2 separate regions of the Mus musculus genome follow, and region 2 is linked to region 1. A link is a contact called in public Hi-C data. All regions are on one chromosome and are shown on one strand. The core of a region is the stretch at or near the end of the contact, and the rest is flanking DNA. Distances in the headings are between cores, read along the strand shown. Region 1 has its middle 50 kb from the start of Gm46144. Region 2 has its middle 5.0 kb from the start of Gm46145.

What was found. Hi-C and Micro-C count contacts between places; a contact is called where the count stands out from the background.
Region 2: a contact with region 1 is called in a Hi-C map of muscle stem cells, with 2.4 times the contacts expected there. The contact joins two enhancer-like sites. A contact is called at or near these places in 3 of 484 Hi-C or Micro-C datasets (the AML12 cell line, embryonic stem cells and muscle stem cells) and 1 of 115 datasets of contacts at active chromatin or transcription factors (embryonic stem cells).

What each region holds. Positions count from the first base shown.
Region 1 is chr1:119,248,637-119,254,632 of GRCm38.p6, forward strand. No RefSeq gene overlaps it. Among named protein-coding and RNA genes, the nearest start is that of Gm46144, 50 kb to the left of the region's middle. Within about 2 kb of position 4,610, at least 21 of the 459 cell types and tissues checked have an H3K27ac peak or open chromatin away from gene starts, as enhancers often do. A contact at or near this core is called in muscle stem cells, where this site is marked.
Region 2 is chr1:119,455,797-119,461,897 of GRCm38.p6, forward strand. No RefSeq gene overlaps it. Among named protein-coding and RNA genes, the nearest start is that of Gm46145, 5.0 kb to the left of the region's middle. Within about 2 kb of position 1,510, at least 59 of the 459 cell types and tissues checked have an H3K27ac peak or open chromatin away from gene starts, as enhancers often do. A contact at or near this core is called in muscle stem cells, where this site is marked.

The DNA.
Region 1 (5,996 bases), core at 3,360-5,859:
AACACACACTCTCTCACATCCTCTCACATGCACACACATACACACCTACATGTTTACACACACACACTCACATATGCTTGCACACACGTACCAACAGAATTTGGAAGAAGCTGAGTCTGCCGAGAGCAGATCATGATAAGTTCATCTCTTCCTTTCGCTGGGTACCTAGGAGATTCCAAGGTCAGAGGAGGCAGCTCACAGAGAGAAGTCAATTTTGAACTAGTGTTTGCCAAAGACTCTCTTGTCAGCGCTGCCAGGCTCACTGACTTTGCCTACCTGGACCATCCCCAGGCTCCACTGGGCTTGTGGAGGAAGTTAGGAAGCTCAGGGGGAGTGAAAACAGGTCAGTGGACTTTGAATTGGTTAAGTAATTGTATTCAAAGAGAAATGATTGCTGGCCCATTTCAGCCTGGTGGAAGTCTCCCACAGAGTGGTCAGAGGAGCTGCTCCTGGGGCATTATAGTCAATGCATTCAGGGAAGACTCAGAAAGTGTGCTGATGGACTAGATAACAGAAGGAACAGCTAAGCAGGGAGTAGGCTTTGTAGATTCAGGGAAGACTCAGAAAGTGTGCTGATGGACTAGATAACAGAAGGAACAGCTAAGCAGGGAGCAGGGCTTTGTAGATTGGGCATGTAGCTCTGTTGGTAGAGAGCCTGGCTAGCAGCCATGAAGACCTGGGCGCCACCTGCAGCACTGCATAGGAAGATTCAGTCGTACTCATCGCAGATCCTATCACTTGGGAGGCAGAGGCAGGAAGATCAGAAGTTCCTGATAATCAGTATCAAAAACTGTCTTAATTAGGGTTCCCATTGCTGTGAAGAGACACCACAACCAAGGCAACTCTTATAAAGGAAAACATTTAATTAGGGCTGACTTACAGGTTCTGAGGTTCAGTCCATTATCATCAAGGCAGGACGATGGCAGCATCCAGGCAGACATGGTGCTGGAGAAGGAGCTGAGAGTTCTCCCTCTTAATCCAAGGCATCCAGGAGAAGAGACTGTCCTGCAAGCAGCTAGGAGGAGGGTCTCAAAGCCCATCCCCACAGTGACACACTTCCTCCAACAGTGCCATCCCTATGGGCCAAGTATATTCAAACCACCACAAAAACAAGCAAAAATAAATAGATAAATAAACAAGCAAACTCTCTAAAAGAAAACACTATTATAATAAACTTTTTAAAAAATTTACTTTTGGAGCCAGAGAGACAGCCCAAAGAGCCTTTGTTGTTCTTACAGAGCATCTATGTTTGGTTCCCAGCACAGCGACCAGCTCACAACCACTTAAAACTCCAGCTTCAGGGGATCTGATTCCCTCCTCTGGCCTTCACAGGCACCAGATTACACATGTGCATTTTGGTGGTTTGAATATGCTTAGTCCAGGCTGTGGCACTATTAGGAGGTATGGTCTTGTTGGAGGAGGTATATTACTGTGGGGGTGGGCTTTGAAACCCTCATCCTAGCTACCCTAGTACAGTTTTCTTCTGGCTGCCTTCTGGTTGTTTGTTTGTTTGTTTGTTTTTTGAGACAGGGTTTCTCTGTGTAGCCCTGGCTGTCCTGGAACTCACTCTGTAGACCAGACTGGCCTCAAACTCAGAGATCTGCCTGCCTCTGCCTCCCGAGTGCTGGGATTAAAGGTGTACGCCATCACTGCCCACTGCCTTCTGGTCAAGATGTATAACTCTCAGCTCCTCTAGTTCCATGCCTGCCTGGATGCTCCTGTGCTTCCTGCCATGTGTGATAATAGACTGAACCTCAAAACCTGTAAGCCAGCCCCAATTAAACATTGTCCTTTATAAGAATTGCCTTGGTCATGGTGTCTCTTAGAGAAATGGGAACCCTAATTAAGATATGCATATTCCACACAACACACACAAACCTACACACACACACACACACACTAATAATAGTAATAAAGTAAATCTTTTTTTAAAACTATTTGTCTAATCCTCGCCTAAAACCCAGAACATGGGCCTTAGATGAATCAAGTACCTCACCTGTTGTCATTAGTTGAGAGTTTCTGAGTGAGAATTTGAACTAAAGGTTCACAAAGCGTGCCCAGGAATTCACACCCAGCTTCTATGGTGCACCCCAAACTCTCCAGAGTCTGGAGAAATTCGCCAAGCAAGTACTTTTCCCAAAGCAGAAACAGCCCGCGCATGTTCAGCATAGCCTCATCTTCTGACACAGAGGGAATGAGACCATGGGGGGGGGGCATCCCTATAGCATCAGGAGGATGCTGGGGAAAGCTAGTCATTTAAAAAGACACAAGAAAAAGATTAGTAAGGCGGATTAGTCAGTAAATCACAGAGACCTGAACTCAACACCCCAAATCCAGTAAATCCCCAGGCACAGCCTTTCCCAGCACTGGAAAGGCAAAAACAGGATAATCTCAAGGGACTAAGAAAGACACTGAGCTCTGACCTCCCCAGTCACCCATGCACGGGAAATCACACACACAATTGCAGGCAAAAATTCACAAGAAAGTGAATTAGATAATTTCAGGAGATAAGAACACAGCAAAAGTGTTTCTTAACTGCAAGGCACTGTTGAAAGCTCTGCATGTAGTTCCTAACTTAATCCTTCCAGACCCTGTCAGAGGAGGGTCAGCATTATCCTACTTCACAGAGAACTTCAGTGTCTCTGTCACACGGCTTGCAGAGTGTCGGTTCACTTCTAGACCTGAAGGACACCTTGCCCAGCTTTCCAAAGAAGCAAAGAGGGCTAGTTGAGCGGTGTGTGTCAGCTACGTTTCTCACTGCTATGACAATGAAGTATCTCGTGAGGGTGGTGCGATGGCTTAGAGGGTAAAGGCACCTCCCGCCAAGGCTGACAGCCTGAGTTCCATCTCCAGGACCCAGATGGTGGCAGGCGACAGCTGACTCTAGTGAGTTCTTCTCTGACTGTGGCGTGCATGAGTCTATACTGTTAACATAATAAATACTATTGAATTTTTTTCTCTTAGTCAAACATAAGCAGTGTACAGAGGGTTTCACTGTGGCTTGAAGTTTAGAGATAGGGCCCATCATGGTGGAAAAATCAGGAAAACAGAGCGTGAACAGGACTGGTCACATGGAACCCAGTCAGAAAGCAGAGGGAGATGAATGCTGGTGTGGAACTCAGCTTGCTTGCTTTTCCTTTTTGTGCAGGTTAGGACCCCACATCATGAGGTGATGCTCCCTGCAGTTAGGGAGCCCTTCTCCAAACCCAATCCAGTTGACGATGATGATTAACCATCGCAGGAGATCACAGAATGCCATCCGCATGGGTAGCAATGATAAACCTGAAGGTCATGGTCGGACAGCTGGGAGTGCCCAGAATGAGCCACGCTTCTGTAGCAGCAAATGCATGGTGCTATGGTCCTTGGGGTGACAGAGGTTACCACTGAAACTTGAGAGAAAAGAGGGGGCAGATCTGGGAGGATGTGATGGCTAGTTTTATGTGTCAACTTGATACAAGCTGGAGTCAAGTTTGGGAAGAGGGAGCCTCAATTGAGAAAATGCCACACCAGGTTGGCTTGGAAGGGCCCACTTACTTTATGAAGTACCACCCCACCCCCACCCTCAACCCCACCCCCGTGCTGCTGGTTCAGAATGCTGTAAAAAAAAACGAAAAAAGAAAAAAGCCACAGGGAGCAAGCCAGTAAGCAGAGTCCCTCTGTGGCCTATGAATCAGTTTCTGCATCCTGGTTCCTGCCCTAAATTCCTGCCTTGACAAACCTGGATGATGGACAACAAGTTGTAAGATTTTCGAGATTAACCCTTTTTGCTTCCCACTTGCTTTTGGCAGTGGTGTTTTATCATAGCATTAGAAACCCTAGCCGAGACAGAGGATTTTCTTAAGGGGGCACCACCAGAGTGAATAGGGCCAGAAGCCAGGAGAACTGGCACGGCTCAAAGATTTATGTCCTGGTTACCACCCCAGCGTAGGCAGCAATGATGGCGGGAGTAGAGACAGGTGCCACTGTGGCATAGCTTGGGAGTTCCTCTGCAATCCAGTGAGTCATGGGGTCTCACAGCTGTCCTGCACTACTCGAGGAAACTCCTCCATCCATGGAAATGAGAGTTGTGTTATCATTTTGGAAATTCACCTTTCATTAGGATGTGACAGTGCCTTGTACTGTCGAACAAGACATTTCAGTTTCCTGTTTGTCAAGAAGGAAAGAAGAACACTTGGCAGGCTTTCTTAAAAAGAGTTAACTTTTAAAATTACTTGTGTGTGTGTGTGTGTGTGTGTGTGTGTGTGTGTGTGTACATTGTCTATGTGTATGCATGTAAAGGCCAGAGGACTACTTTCAGGAATCAATTTTATCTAGCCTGTGGGACCCTGGGATCAAACTCATGTTGTCAGACTTGTGCACAGGCTTGTGTGAGGGTTTGTGCAGGAAGCATTCTTACCTACTGAGCCATCTTGTGTACCACTCCCCCTCCCCCCACCCTCACCCCCCACCCTCACACCCCACTCCCACCCCCACCCCCGTGGCTTCTTTAGCTCCAGTGTCAACAGACATGAAGAGACTTTAAATCCATGTCTCCTATATAGAGGGTGAAAGCTCTAAAGACATACTGAGAATTCTCCATCCAGGCTGGGCCTGGAACTTGCTTTGTGGAGTGCTTGTCCAGCGTGCCTGGGGTTTGGGTTTTGACACTTGGCCTTGTATAAATCAAGCCTCAAATCCCAGAATTAGGAGGTAAAGACGGGAGAATCATAAGTTCAAGGTCATTCGCAGCTACAAAGAGAATCTGACGCTCAGATACATAAGAGCCTGTCTCTAAATTAAATAATTAACAAGTTAAAAAAAAAGAAAGAAAGAAAAACAATTGACTAATTCCTAGCTTTTGGAAATTCACCACAGAGCTGTCACCACCAGGGCAGCCGGGGATGGCTACCAAGGACCTCACTGTACTGTTTTTGCAACTGTGTGTGAGTCTGTAATTATTTCGAAATAAAAAAAGAAAAAAAGAAAAAGAAAAAACAAACATACTCTGGAATCACACGGAGCCAGCTCAAACATCACATCTGACACAAAAACAAGCTTTCATCATGGAAGCAGCTGTTTCTCATTTCACAACTTTAAAAAAAAATTGCTTGTAGGGCTGGGGCTGTAGTTCAACTGACAGTGTTTGCCTCGCATGCAGAAAGCCCTGGTTCGATTCCCAGCATGGCATAAACCAGATGTGGTGAGGGCACACCTGAATGCCAGCACCGAGGTTCCAGATCATCTTTGACAAGTTCAAAGCCAGTCTGGGCTGCATGAGCCCTTGTCTCAAATTAAAGAAGAAGCCACTGGGAGGGGTCAGTGGGTGAAGGCACTTGTCACCAACTCTGGCAGTCTGGATTTGAGCCCCAGGACATATGTGACGGAAGGAGAAAACTAATGAATGGATGCCTGTGATTGGCAGATGCCTGTCATGTGGGTTCTGTGACACACACACACATCCACTCACCTACCCTCTTCCACAAACACATAAATGGGAAAAAGAAAGTATATAAAAGAGTGTGTGAATCCATAATCTATTATGCTACCTATTTGTTTTCATAGTGTGATATTGCTATGGCCTTTTCCAGGGTCCTGAATGCCTTCTGTTACTCCAAAATATTAAACATTTCCTATGTGATTTACAGCCTGGCAAAGGTTGGGAGCTCTGGTGGGTGAACAAGGTTGCAGGAAGGCTGGACTCTAAGAAGAGTTGGGGCTGCCAAAGTTAGAAGCTGTAGCTTGGGACAGACTTTTCTGGATAAGTTTCATTTGCATTTTTATTACATTTTAATTGTGTGTGTGTGTGTGTGTGTGTGTGTGTGGCCATAGTTTGCCTTGTCTGTTCTCTTCCTTGCCTTGTGGACCCTGAGGATCTAACTCGGGTAATCAGATACATTATCAAACTCCATTACCTGCTCAGTCACCTCCCTGCCCCCTGGATGCTTTTCTGAACAGTGGAGCCTCCTGGCCTAAAGCTAGGGCTCTGCCAAGACAGCATGCCATTCCTGAGCTAAGGA
Region 2 (6,101 bases), core at 260-2,759, 200 kb after region 1:
TGCCTCTGCCTCCTGAGTGCTGGGATTAAAGGCACCACCATGCCTAGCTCAAGACAAGATTTCTTTTTGTTCTCTGCTGCCCACACCAAGTTAGCTGGCCCAGTTGCCAGAGAGTCTTTTCTTCGTGTTTGCTTGTGCTAAGGGCATTTTAACCAGCTCCCTACCTGCATCTCTCTCTCTCTCTCTCTCTCTCTCTCTCTCTCTCTCTCTCTCTCTCTCTCGATATGAGATCTCTCACTGTCCTGGCTTAGCTAGACTAGCTTGCCAGCCTAGTGGCCCCTGGCTTGTGCACGTGCTCCCTGAGCCCTCGGTCGTCCTGGCCTGGTTGAGTGGAAGTCGGTGACTTATAGCTGCAGCCATGGAAATAGAACACCCTTGAGAGATGGCAAGAAAGGCACCTGTCAGTGACTAGCAGCCAGGGGCCAGGCCAAGGGAAGAATGTGGCCTCTATGACATCTCTTCTGGAGGGGAGGACACTCTCAGTCTAACCCATGACACCCTCAGTCTAACACATGGGAGTCCATTGCAGAAGGGCAGAGGAGGGAATGGATGGTGTTTCACTAGCTTGTGTGTGTGTGTGTGCGTGTGTGTGTGCCTGAATTTGATCTCCAAGACCCACACGGTAGAAGAGAACTAACTCCTGAAAGTTGTCCTTTGACCTTCACATGGGTTCTGTGATATGTGTCCACGTGTTCACACAAACACACAAATAAAATGCAATTAAAGTGAAAAAAAGGAAGGAAGGAAGGAAGGAAGGAAGGAAGGAAGGAAGGAAGGAAGGAAGGAAGGAAGGAGAGCCATGAGGTACAGCAGCAAGGTCTATTAAGGTAGGAGAAGTCACTACGGGAGCACAGAGTGAAAACTGTCCAAGGCAGGGGTGGAAAAGCCTGGGGCTAGGAAAGCGCAGCACTAACTTCAGCCTTTGAGGACAGAGAAATGGGAAAACACTGCCGTAGGTCACGAGCCTCCTCCACGGAGGCCACAGGTATTCTTCAGGACTGGGAGCTGGCAGGAAGCCCCAGCCTCTCTCATTAGGTTAGCCGCACCAGCTCTCAGGGTTTTATTACCTCTGCGCTGCCTCGCTGCCTCGGAAGAGCTCAGCCCCATCTGGCTGTGGCTGTTAAAAATGTGCTTGGCTTTCTTCTTTAAAATAAAACCCCAATCAAGGGATAAAAGAAAGTGCTTTGGAGCTTGGCCAGGGAACCGCTGCTTACAGGTGGGGAAAGATGGAGGGCTGTGGGGGGAACTGGGGTGGGGTGGAGGGAGCGATCCGCTGACATAGCACCTGTGTTGGTGAACAGCAGAAGCTAGAAGCTAAGAGGTTTTTTTTTTTTTTTTTTTTTTTTGATGCTTAAACCCAAGAAGGATGGGTAATTTAGGGAGCACAGAACAAATGATCCAGGACAAGGGAGAAGAGGTGTGAACGCGGCAAGAAGCTCACAGCTACTTTTAGCTAGGTAACACGAAACCGCTATTAAAAGTCTGCTTTGAAACTGAAAGCAACATATGGTCACAATCCCATCACATGCGAGCCGCTTCCCCCTGCCAGCTATGCCCTGAACTATAGAAGGCGAGGCTGAGCCACGGGGCTTCAAGGTGAGCTTGTTTCCTAGGGCTACAGCCCCCATCCCTACCCCCACCACTGAGGGACAGTCACCAAGCTCTAACCCACACATAGGGCTTGGGCATTGCAAAAGAATAAGCCATGCTTGGGGCAAAATAGTTTGTCATGACCTGCCACCCACCCAAGTAGAATGTGCTCAAAGGGCCCATGGCACATGTGGTCACGGTCAGTGCTCAGCCCAACCTGCTTGCCTACGGGAGCACTGAGTCTACGGACTGGCTGGCCCTGGCCTCTGAAGTCAGCTTGTTTGGGCTAAGAGGGAGCAGTCCTTGAAGCAGAGGCTATCTCTGGTGATGGCAGCCAAAATGACAGAACCGCTACTACAGGGACTGATGCCCCCAAGGGAATGTGTCTTTAAGACCAAGGTCTGGGTGCTCCTTGGGGGGGGGGGTGAGAAGGGAGTACGTGACTAGGGTGGTTCTCCAAGGCCTTTCTCGTGTGTGTGTGTGTGTGTGTGTGTGTGTGTGTGTGTGTGTGTGTGAGAGAGAGAGAGAGAGAGAGAGAGAGAGAGAGAGAGAGAGCGCAGTTGCACGCTGGGTTGCAGCCCATTTGCGTTTCATGTGGAAAGGAGCTTGCTGAATTGCAGTGTGAGGAATTAGGGCTCCCCTGTTACTTTCCCAATCTTTCTCAGTAAACAAAACTCACTGTGGGAACAGTCTTCCTATGTTCTGCAATACAAATTGATTAATGCAATAAAAATGCGAGTGAAACCACCAGCCCTCACAGACAGTGGGCTTATGTTGTCTGCCCTGCTCTCTGCCACGGTGTTTTTCCTTAAGAGTTTGTGTATTGTTCATGCTTTGGCTTGGCACACACACAAAATCCAAAGCCCATAATAACGCAGGTCATTAAACCCAACAACTGTGTTTGGACCTTTTTCAAGGGAGTGATTCAGGCAGGCGTTCTGCTCCGAATCAGCTTCCAGGGAGTTACCAAAGCTACCCTCACTTAGGCAGGGTCCCAGACCAGCCTCAAGAGCTTTCTCGGGAAAAATCGACCCTCCTGTAGCCACTAGGTGGAGCTAGGTGTTTGCGAATAGCGTTCAATGAGCCTGGTGTGACTAAAAAAATGACATCTTTTTTTTTTTTTTTTTTTTTTTTTTTTTTTGGTATAACATTCTGTCCAAATAAAAACGAATGGGGCACTGGGAACTGGGAATGTAGCTCAGTTGCTGGAGTGCTTGCCGAATGTGCATGAAGTCCTGAGTTCCATCCCAATACCACATAAGGCAGGCATGATAGCATCTCACACCTATGCACTCTATATATGCCTGTAACTCTAGTTCAGGAGGATCCGAGTTCAAAGTCATCCTCAGCTATATTATGAGTTTGAGGTCAGTCCAAATTAAATGAGATCTTATTTTTAAAACAAATAAGTGAGCTGGGACTGGCGTGGCAGTTCACACCCATCGTCCTAGCACGGAGGCCGGAGAACCGACTAGCCAGCCTGGGCTACAGAGTAAGTGCTGCACTAGCCTGGCTTAGCACGTATATAGAATTAGAATTAGAGGGGAGAGAGAGAGAGAGAGAGAGAGAGAGAGAGAGAACAAACCAGGGTCTCCTCATGTATCTCAGGCTAGCCTCAAACTGGCTATTCAGCTGAGAATGGTCATGACATTCCCCATTCCCAGTACTGAGATGGCTCACTTGACCCCTGTGCCGGGTCTGTATGATTCTAGGGATGGGGCCCAGAGCATTAGGCTTGCCAGGCAAGCACTTGACCCATTGCCCACTGAGAATATTAAAAAGTGTTTTGTTCTAGTATAGAAAAAGTAATATATAAGCTCAGAAAATATGGCATTAAAAAGGTATAGGTTCTGACCTGGAATTGTAACCCAGTGGCAGAGCGATTGAGTGGCATGCACAGCTTTTGTGTGGCAGGCACAGCCATGTGCCACCAACGAGCAAATAGGACCTCTTATAAGTACTTTGAGGCTCTGAATGGTGCAATCTAACCTAGAGTGTTTTGTGAATGCAGGTCTTCCTTCCTAAAAATAAAGCCAAGTAGCATTTTGAAAGCTAGCAATATCAGAAATACAGCCCTGACTGAATAAGACGCTCAGGCTGCTGCTGACCAGGGCTTTGGGTGTGGGGCCCATGATTTCCTGGCACTAAATGGAAAAACTTATGGGGAGTTTTTGTTCGTTTGTTTGTTTGTTTGCTTTTGATAAAGGTTTTTATGTCATCCAGGCAGGCCTTGAACTCACTAAGTAGCTGAGGCTCATCTTGAACTTCTCTGATGAGCTCAGAGCTGGGAATACAGACACACACAGGAGACACTAGATAGTGCATCTGGGCCTCCCACATGCAGAACTAGTATTCTGCACCACAGCCCTAGAGTTCAGTTGAAATTGTAGTACTAGGACAAAAATATTATCCACATGGGAAAGTCGGCAAAGATTCCACACCAAGTATAGAGTCGGGGGTTCACAGACTCAAATTTAGTTAAAGAACCATTGCTGCTATTCAGCCAGGCTTAAGACTTAGTGTGTTGGAATCTCTCCCTACAAAATAGGTCTCCTTCCTTCCTTCCTCCCTTCCTTCCTTCCTTCCTTCCTTCCTCCCTCCCTCCTTTCCTCCCTCCCTCCTTTCCTCCCTCCTTCCCTCCCTCCCTGCCTTCCTGCCTTCCTGCCTTCCTGCCTTCCTGCCTTCCTGCCTTCCTGCCTTCTTCCCTCCCTCCCTCCCCCCCTCTCTCTCTCTTCTCCCTCCTTCCCTTCCTTCTCTCTGATCCTCATTCCCTGTATTCTAGGCTGGCCTCACATTGACTTCCTGCCTCTACCTCATCATCTGTGCTTGGATTGCAGGCATGAATTACCATGCCAGTTTATGCCGAGCGGGGATGCTGGGAATGGAGCCCATGTGAGGGGAATACCCTACTAACAGGGCTTTGTTCCAGCCTATGTAGAACAGGCTTCTGAAAAGCCACTCAGAAATAGAAGCTTACAAAACAAGTACAATTGAAGTCCCAGAGAAGACATGATGCTTAAATTGGGGGGGGGGGGGATATGGATGGCTGACAACCAGGGTTCAATTCCCATGGCCAACATGGCAGAAGGAGAGAGCCAACTCCCATTAGTTGTCTTCTGACCTCCACATGTGGGCCAACACAGGCAGATGCCCACCCACACAAGAAATAATTAAAATGTGAAAAAATAAAAACAGTTGAAGTGTGTTGGGCAGTGGCGGCACATGACTTTAGTCCCAACTCTTGGGAGGCAGAAGTAGGTGGATCTCTGAGTTTGAGGCCAGACAAGGCTACAAAGAGAAACCTTGACTCGGCGGGGGGTGGGGGTGGGGGGTGGCGGGGGTGGGGGGCTGTGTCCTGTTTGATAAGCACCATGTAAGAGTTCGTGTATACCACAAGCGTCCTCTCTAGACAGAGGTTTCAGATGACCCATCATCATCACTTTCTCCACCTGTCCTCTGCTTACTGTGTTGAGCAGTGATGGAGTTAGTTAGGGGTGTAGCCTAGTCAGTAGAGTGCTTGCCTAGCATGCATGGAGCCTATGTTCCTTCCTCAGCACCACATAAAGCAGGCTTGGTGGTCAGCACCTGCAATCCTAGCACTCGGGAGGTAGAGCTGGAAAGAGCAGAAGAGTCCGAGGTCGTCCTCAGCTACACATGGGTTAACCTGGGCTACATGAGACCTTGTCTCAAAATAGAAGAGTGAAGTGATTTCCTTTGCTAAATAGAAAACTTACCAGAGTCTCGTTCTCTTTGCATTAGCAAAGACTTAAGTTCCTCGTTGCCTTCATGGTAACACTCGCTCCTGTGGCCATCTTCGGGTATATAAGACCAGGGTATATGAGACCAGGGTTCTGAAAGCATCCCGAAGGCCCTCACCCTAGCATAGAAAACTTGTGTTCCACTTACTCACTTGCTTGGTGCAGCCTGGCCCCACTGTCTGCTGCAGGCACCTCCCAAGTTAGAATCCCAGTTCCACCAAACACAGAGCTTTAGGAAGCTGCTCTGAGTCTTCTGCAGTCGAAGGCTACGGGTGGAGCCAGCCCTCTGGATTCTACACCTCTCACATCCAGCCAGTCAGCAGGCTGCAGCCGGAGGTAACTGGTGACTTCCAGGTTTAGGTGATGGGCAACTTTTATATGAAGATAAGCCTCCCTCTGCATCTCCTGTGGGGCCTCTGCTGCGCCCACTCCCCAAACCCTGACTGCACAGCCCTCTGTGGGTGTCCTCTCGGGATGAGACAAGTACCCAGATAGTTTAGGATAGCACTTGAGAAGAAATGTCACCTTCGGGCTCAGGAGATGGCTCTGTGGGTAAAAGCACATTCCCAGCACAGACCTGAAATCCTCCGTGGGGCTGTGTAGGAGAGCAGGAGCCTGCAATCCCAGGGCTGTGAGGGCAGAGGCAGGAGAATGACTGGGACTTGCTGACTGCCATCCTAGCTCCAGATTCAATGAGAAAGAAACCTTCCCAGACTGAGGTGGAGAGTGACAGGGCAGGAAACCCACTGTCTC